Regions from separate parts of the Anas platyrhynchos genome. Here region 1 is linked to region 2. A link is a contact called in public Hi-C data. All regions are on one chromosome and are shown on one strand. The core of a region is the stretch at or near the end of the contact, and the rest is flanking DNA. Distances in the headings are between cores, read along the strand shown. Region 1 has its middle 14 kb from the start of SERPINH1. Region 2 overlaps GDPD5 (glycerophosphodiester phosphodiesterase domain containing 5).

What was found. Hi-C and Micro-C count contacts between places; a contact is called where the count stands out from the background.
Region 1: a contact with region 2 is called in a Hi-C map of subcutaneous adipose tissue, with 3 times the contacts expected there. The contact joins two enhancer-like sites. A contact is called at or near these places in 5 of 8 Hi-C or Micro-C datasets (F1 follicle, liver, skeletal muscle and 1 more).

Annotation. Positions count from the first base shown.
Region 1 is chr1:205,373,977-205,376,815 of IASCAAS_PekinDuck_T2T, reverse strand. No RefSeq gene overlaps it. Among named protein-coding and RNA genes, the nearest start is that of SERPINH1, 14 kb to the left of the region's middle. Within about 2 kb of position 1,300, at least 1 of the 8 cell types and tissues checked has an H3K27ac peak or open chromatin away from gene starts, as enhancers often do. A contact at or near this core is called in subcutaneous adipose tissue, where this site is marked.
Region 2 is chr1:205,226,873-205,229,572 of IASCAAS_PekinDuck_T2T, reverse strand. All of the region lies in intron 8 of GDPD5 (glycerophosphodiester phosphodiesterase domain containing 5), which reads left to right. Among named protein-coding and RNA genes, the nearest start is that of KLHL35, 26 kb to the right of the region's middle. Within about 2 kb of position 1,337, at least 2 of the 8 cell types and tissues checked have an H3K27ac peak or open chromatin away from gene starts, as enhancers often do. A contact at or near this core is called in subcutaneous adipose tissue, where this site is marked.

The sequences.
Region 1 (2,839 bases), core at 51-2,550, 150 kb before region 2:
AAAGTCAGAAGAGGCAATTTGCTAGCCCAAAGGGAAATCCACTGCACTTAATTTGAATGCAACATGGTTTCTCTTTTATTTCACCATTCTTCTACACTAAAAAGAGGCAAAATGGAGCCTTAAGTATAATTATCAGACAAAGAAAAATAAATTAAAAAATAATTGAAACAAACTGCTTGGGTTATTATCCCCATTTTATCATTTTTTTTAAACACTCCTCCAGTCTAGAAATGCTTTTGGTCACTGTGACAGCGCATGCCCTGATGAATTAACGATTTAACGAGAGTTTTCTCCCTAATTCCAGCTAATAGGATAATTGGCCCTGCAAGTTCATAAAACGTGGGATGTGTAACGAGTCCTCTCCTCCATCTGCTCACCCTGTAACCCTGCACTGGGGGCGTCCCAGTATGTGCAGGGTGTGCAGGAAGGGCTGGGGATGGGAGTGCTGGGACAGGGCAGGTTGGCTGAGGGACACCCCAAAAACCCCATGGCGTGGGGTTTTGGAGAAGCAAGGAGAGCTCGCTGCTTCTCCAGCAGGTTTTGTAGGGCCCCATGACCTGCGTTTTCCCGTTAGCTGAAGGATCTTGATGATCTTGCTTCAGATATGCAGAAAATCGTGCCCCTGATGTCACCTCCTCGGTGTTCTTTTGACTTTTGATCGAGGCAAAAGCCTCCCCCAGCCTCCAAGGCTGACAATCCCTGTCCCATCCCCAATCCCACGCCCCGGATCCTGCGCTGGGAACACACTTCTGGCTGCGCATGGTGATGGACAACAGCTTCCCATGCTTCAAAAAGTGCCAGAAAACCACAAGAAATGGCACAAGGTCCCGTGCTGCTGTCTCTGAGCGACCTCTGATCCCTGTGGGGCTGACACATGAGAGAACAATTATATTTTGGGGGACTTTCCGGGATATTAGTGTCATTGAGGCGTATCGAGGAGGGAGAGACGAGCGGAAATAGATTTAAAAATAGTAAGGAAGAGGAGACAGAGGGATGGAAGAGATTCCAGACCTCATGGGCTGCCTCTTGGGCTCCTTTTTCCCTGCGATGGGTGCTGTAGCCACTTAAACACCGCATTGCTCTTGCTGCAGATGCTTCTCCTATGCAGAGGAGCATCCTCATTTTGGCCTCATCCTTTCCAGCCTCTCCCCGAAGTCTGTCCAGCTCCTTGCTCCTCGCACGGCTCTGAAAATGCCTGCGGGGTTTGGTGGTGAAGAGGTTTCAGCATCCCCGGGGTCCCAGCAGGAGATGCTCGTGGTACCAGGGATGCTGGAGGAGGCTGGAGGAGGCTGGAGGATGCTGGAGAAGTCTTGGAGCCCCCCCAGGTGGTGAGCAGGGGGTATCCCCTCAGCTGCAATACCCCTGGTTATAACATCAGGTTATTTTGGGGCTAATGGGGCAAATTTCCATGGGATAGGGTAATTTCTGCCTAGCAGGGGAGAGCACGGATGGAAATAATGCCCTCGGGTCCTGCACTCCCCTTCTGTCCTGGGTACGAAAATCACTCAAAACTTGCAAAATATCATTTAAGATGAAATTTATTAGAGAAAACATGAGAAAGGAAGAGACGATAGTACGGGTACTCCTATACCCTGCTGGATCCCAGGTCGTGCAGCATCAAAGGGGCGCCGAGCGGCACTCCAGGAGATCCCACGCATCTTTTTTGGGTTCAGTTGTCAAGGCTTTGGTCAACGCTGCTGTTCCGCTGGAGGGCAGCGAGGGGGAGTCCTTCTCCTTCTGCTCTTCACCCTGCCCAAATCCCGACCGCTCAGAGGATGCTCAGCACCGTTTCATCCTCGGGGAGGGAAAAAATAGGCAGGGAGCAGCGGGTTGTGCGGGAAAAACCTTGCAGCAGGATGGATTTGGAGGGGCTCCTTCAGACTGGGGGAACAAAACGTGGATGGAGCTGGAGGAGCTGCTCCTTGCTGGGCGAGGAGCCCCCAAGGAGGCTGGGGTGGCCCCATGGTGGGATCCTACAGGGTTACATCCTGCCAAAAGCCAGCAAAAGCCCTCAGCACCCAGCAGGGAGCTCAAAACATCTCTGAGGGGTGCAGGGGAGAAGGAAAGGCTGCGTCCCCCCGCATCCCATGGCACCAGTGGCTCGGGGGGTGCGTGGATAATGGCACAGGCAGCGTCTGCTCTGCACTGATTTGTCCCTGGGCTTAGTCCAGAGCTGCAATCCCAGATGAAAAATCGACCAAAAAGGGGGGTTGGTTTGTAGGAAAGGGTTGTTTTTTTTTTTTTTTTTTTTTTTTTCCTTCTTTTTCTTTAATTACTTTGATCCGACCTGGCTGGAGACCAGCAAGCCCTGAGTGTGTGATGGGAGCTGATGGCCTCACCGGTGTCATCGCCACCGCCAGCAAAAACTACCAACCAACCCGACAAAAAGCCCTACAGATCTGCCATGAAACATCTCATGCTCAGGGAACAGACATTTTAAATTAAATATCATCAATAGGGCAGATTCTGCATCGACTTTGCAGTCGCTAGAGGGTGGGAACCCCCCTGCGGGGTCGCTCAGACCTGCTCTGACAGCTGCCTGCATGAGAACAACCGGCTGAAGCAATAAGTTTTGCTCCATATATAACAAAGACAGAGCAATTAGAGCCGGTTGTAATTAGCACAGCCTGTCTGCAGGTGATTTATGGGGCAGCCGAGTGCCTCTGCACGCAGCTCTGGGTGCCTCGTGCGCGCCCTTCTTACGGACGTGGTGCTTCCTGCAGGGATCAGCTGAATGAAGGAGGAATTGGAGGCATGAGCTATTTACTGACACAGTTCACCAAAAGGCCAGGTTCCCGAGGAGAAGCAGCTCAGGGTCTTGCTTTCGAGGGAAAATCTG
Region 2 (2,700 bases), core at 88-2,587:
CTTAATATGCAAAGTTTGATCTGCAAGCTCTGTAGGGGCAAGAGTGGAATATTCCACTCCAGGGGCTGGGATCTTCTCTCCATGGGGTCAGGCCTTGTGGCATCTTTTTAAGCGCTGAGGATGGGACAGCCATGGTGCACCAAATCTTGAAACTCAGTCTCGGTTTTTAGCTCACTGCAATCTGTTTTATAGCACTGCCTTTAAGATGCATGAATGTCACTGCTGTCTTTACGTGGCCAAAATTATCCAGGCTGACAAACTGAAATCCTATCCCCAAGATACTGCTTTTTTTTTTTTTTTTTTTCTTTTTTTTTTTTTTTTCTTTTCTTTTTTCTATGTATCTTTCATCTATCTCACCTATCGCTTCTGTATGCAGTCTTGGCTCTGCTCTAACTAACGTTTCCCCAATCTGATGAGGAGGGTGATGAAGGCTTGTGTGTACTGACTTGCTTCCTCAGATCTGTTTTGCTCGGTTTCCTTCCAATAATGCCTCCAGCAGTGCAGGCTGTGACTTCCCCACCATTCAGGTTAAAGCTTCCTCTGCGTCTCCAGCCAGCTGCAACCTAGGAGGGCTGGTGCCCAACTGATCCTGGCCCTAAAAAAAAGACAAAATACACTTCAGAGGCAACAACAGCCAGTGTCCTTTCTGCATGAGGACTGCTGTGCCAGAATTTGATGCCTAGCTACGACATAAGACCTTGGCCAGGTCTTATTAGAGGGAGAATATGTTCTGGCCAGGCTTGCTTGCCCTCTTTAGCCCTGCTTTGTGCAACGTGAGCTCTTAATTGCATAGGGGGATGACAGCAGTGTCAGTCCTCTTTGTCCTACCCTTGTTGAAGGCTTTAACATCGATTGCTTAGTGGAGGGAGTTCAACCTGTCCTCTCCAGTCTGCCTTAGCCCAAGAGATGATTTATAACTCAGTACACTTTGCTTTTCTGTTCCTGGTACATTCACATCCATGATGAGGATGCTCAGAAGGGTGTGGGTTTGGTGGCTGCTTGAGGCGTTGTCACCTCCTGAGCTGGGACTTGGGTTGCATCAACTCATCAACCCTTCATGACTTGGGCTGGTGGTCTCCCATCACCCTTCAGCTTCTTTTCCTCATCTGCCTCTGGTTTGAACGCTGCCTGCTTTGTTTCCTTGTGGCTGCTGCAGTCTGAGAGCAAAGATCGAGCACTGCTCTGCGCCCAGCAGATCGCCTTGCAGTGCTCACCCTGAGGAAACCCGAGCTACTTCGGGACGAAACCCGAGATGCTCAAAGCAACCCAAGGAGATGGAGCAGGTTTTCCACGGCTGGGATCTTTATGGGGCTGCTGCTCCCTGCTGACAGCTCTGGGCATCGTGCAAAAATGCTGAAAAAAGCTCTCCTAGCCTGACCTGGTGTGACCCAGCACTGGGCTGTGCGAGGGGGTGTGATGGGGGTGATGCCTCTCGCCTTCTCCTAGACAACTCAGGCATTGATCAGGAGCCTTTTCGGGGAAGATAACAAGCCTCCGTGTTGCTTTTTGTTGAACAAACAGAAAAATGAACCGATATCGATGTGCGGTTTGAGCCAGGGGAATTCAGCAGAGAGATGCTGTATCTATATAAAGGTTGTGTTGCTCCTCTTTCAGAACAGAGTGTGTGGTTGGGTCATTTTACCCCAAAGCTTTGCTGACCTGGGTGTTTAAGTTGCTCAGTTCACAAGAAAACGAATGCTTCCTTATATATGTTTATATATGTTATATATAAGTTTAAATAGAAGTTTATTGTGCAATTTACTTGCATGGTGCATTTAGGTCTTTATTTATAAAATGATTCATCTTTCCCAAACCCTCAGGAACTGCTGAAAAACACGGATTGTGAATGCTCATTGTCTCTTGGTGGAAATTTACTGATCCTGATGGTGGCAGGGATGGGTGGGGAAAAATAGGATGTTAGAGGTGCTCTAAACCTGAAAGCAAAATTGGAAAATAAGAAAATGATTTTTCAAAATAGAGCTATTTTGATGTACGTGATGTGCACATTTCAGTGCAGCCTGTCAGGTTTTTCTTTGTAGTTGTCTGTTTTTTTTTCTGGTCTGCCTCTTGTTGGTTTATGGACATTTTTTGGGCTAGCTATGCTGTACTGGTTTTGTAGAAAAACACAGTATGAAGATAAATACTTTATTGTTTTTAACAGACCCTAATTCGACTGTCATCTGTTTCATTCAAAACAATGGAATTTGAACTAAAATTTGTGTCCTTATCTGTGATAGCTATAAAAGACTCATTTTGTAGGTTTAGTATATTTTTTTAGTATTATTGTTGATAAGAACTTACTGGAAAATTTGTTATTAAGAGAAATCAACTGATTTTTAGTTTTAGCAATAGATTACTTTATTGACTGGGTATATGTGAAAATAAAATGTGTGCTACAGAACCTGTGGTCTGGTTGTTCTCCATGGTATGGATGATACATTGGTTTATGGACTTACGTCTTTCTATGAGGGCATTGTGATCACTGTTTGCATAGAAAAATAGGAGAATAAAACTATTAAGGTGTTTTTGGCAGCTCTATCTGTGGATAGAGAATTAGCATCAGATTAACAATTACTTTGTGGATCCTCAACAAGCCAGTCTGGGGACCACACTGGTGAGCAAATGTCTCATACGCTAATTTTGTGACAGACCTGTGGGGGATGCTGGTACTCCAGCATAACTGGCCAGCATGTAGTCTGT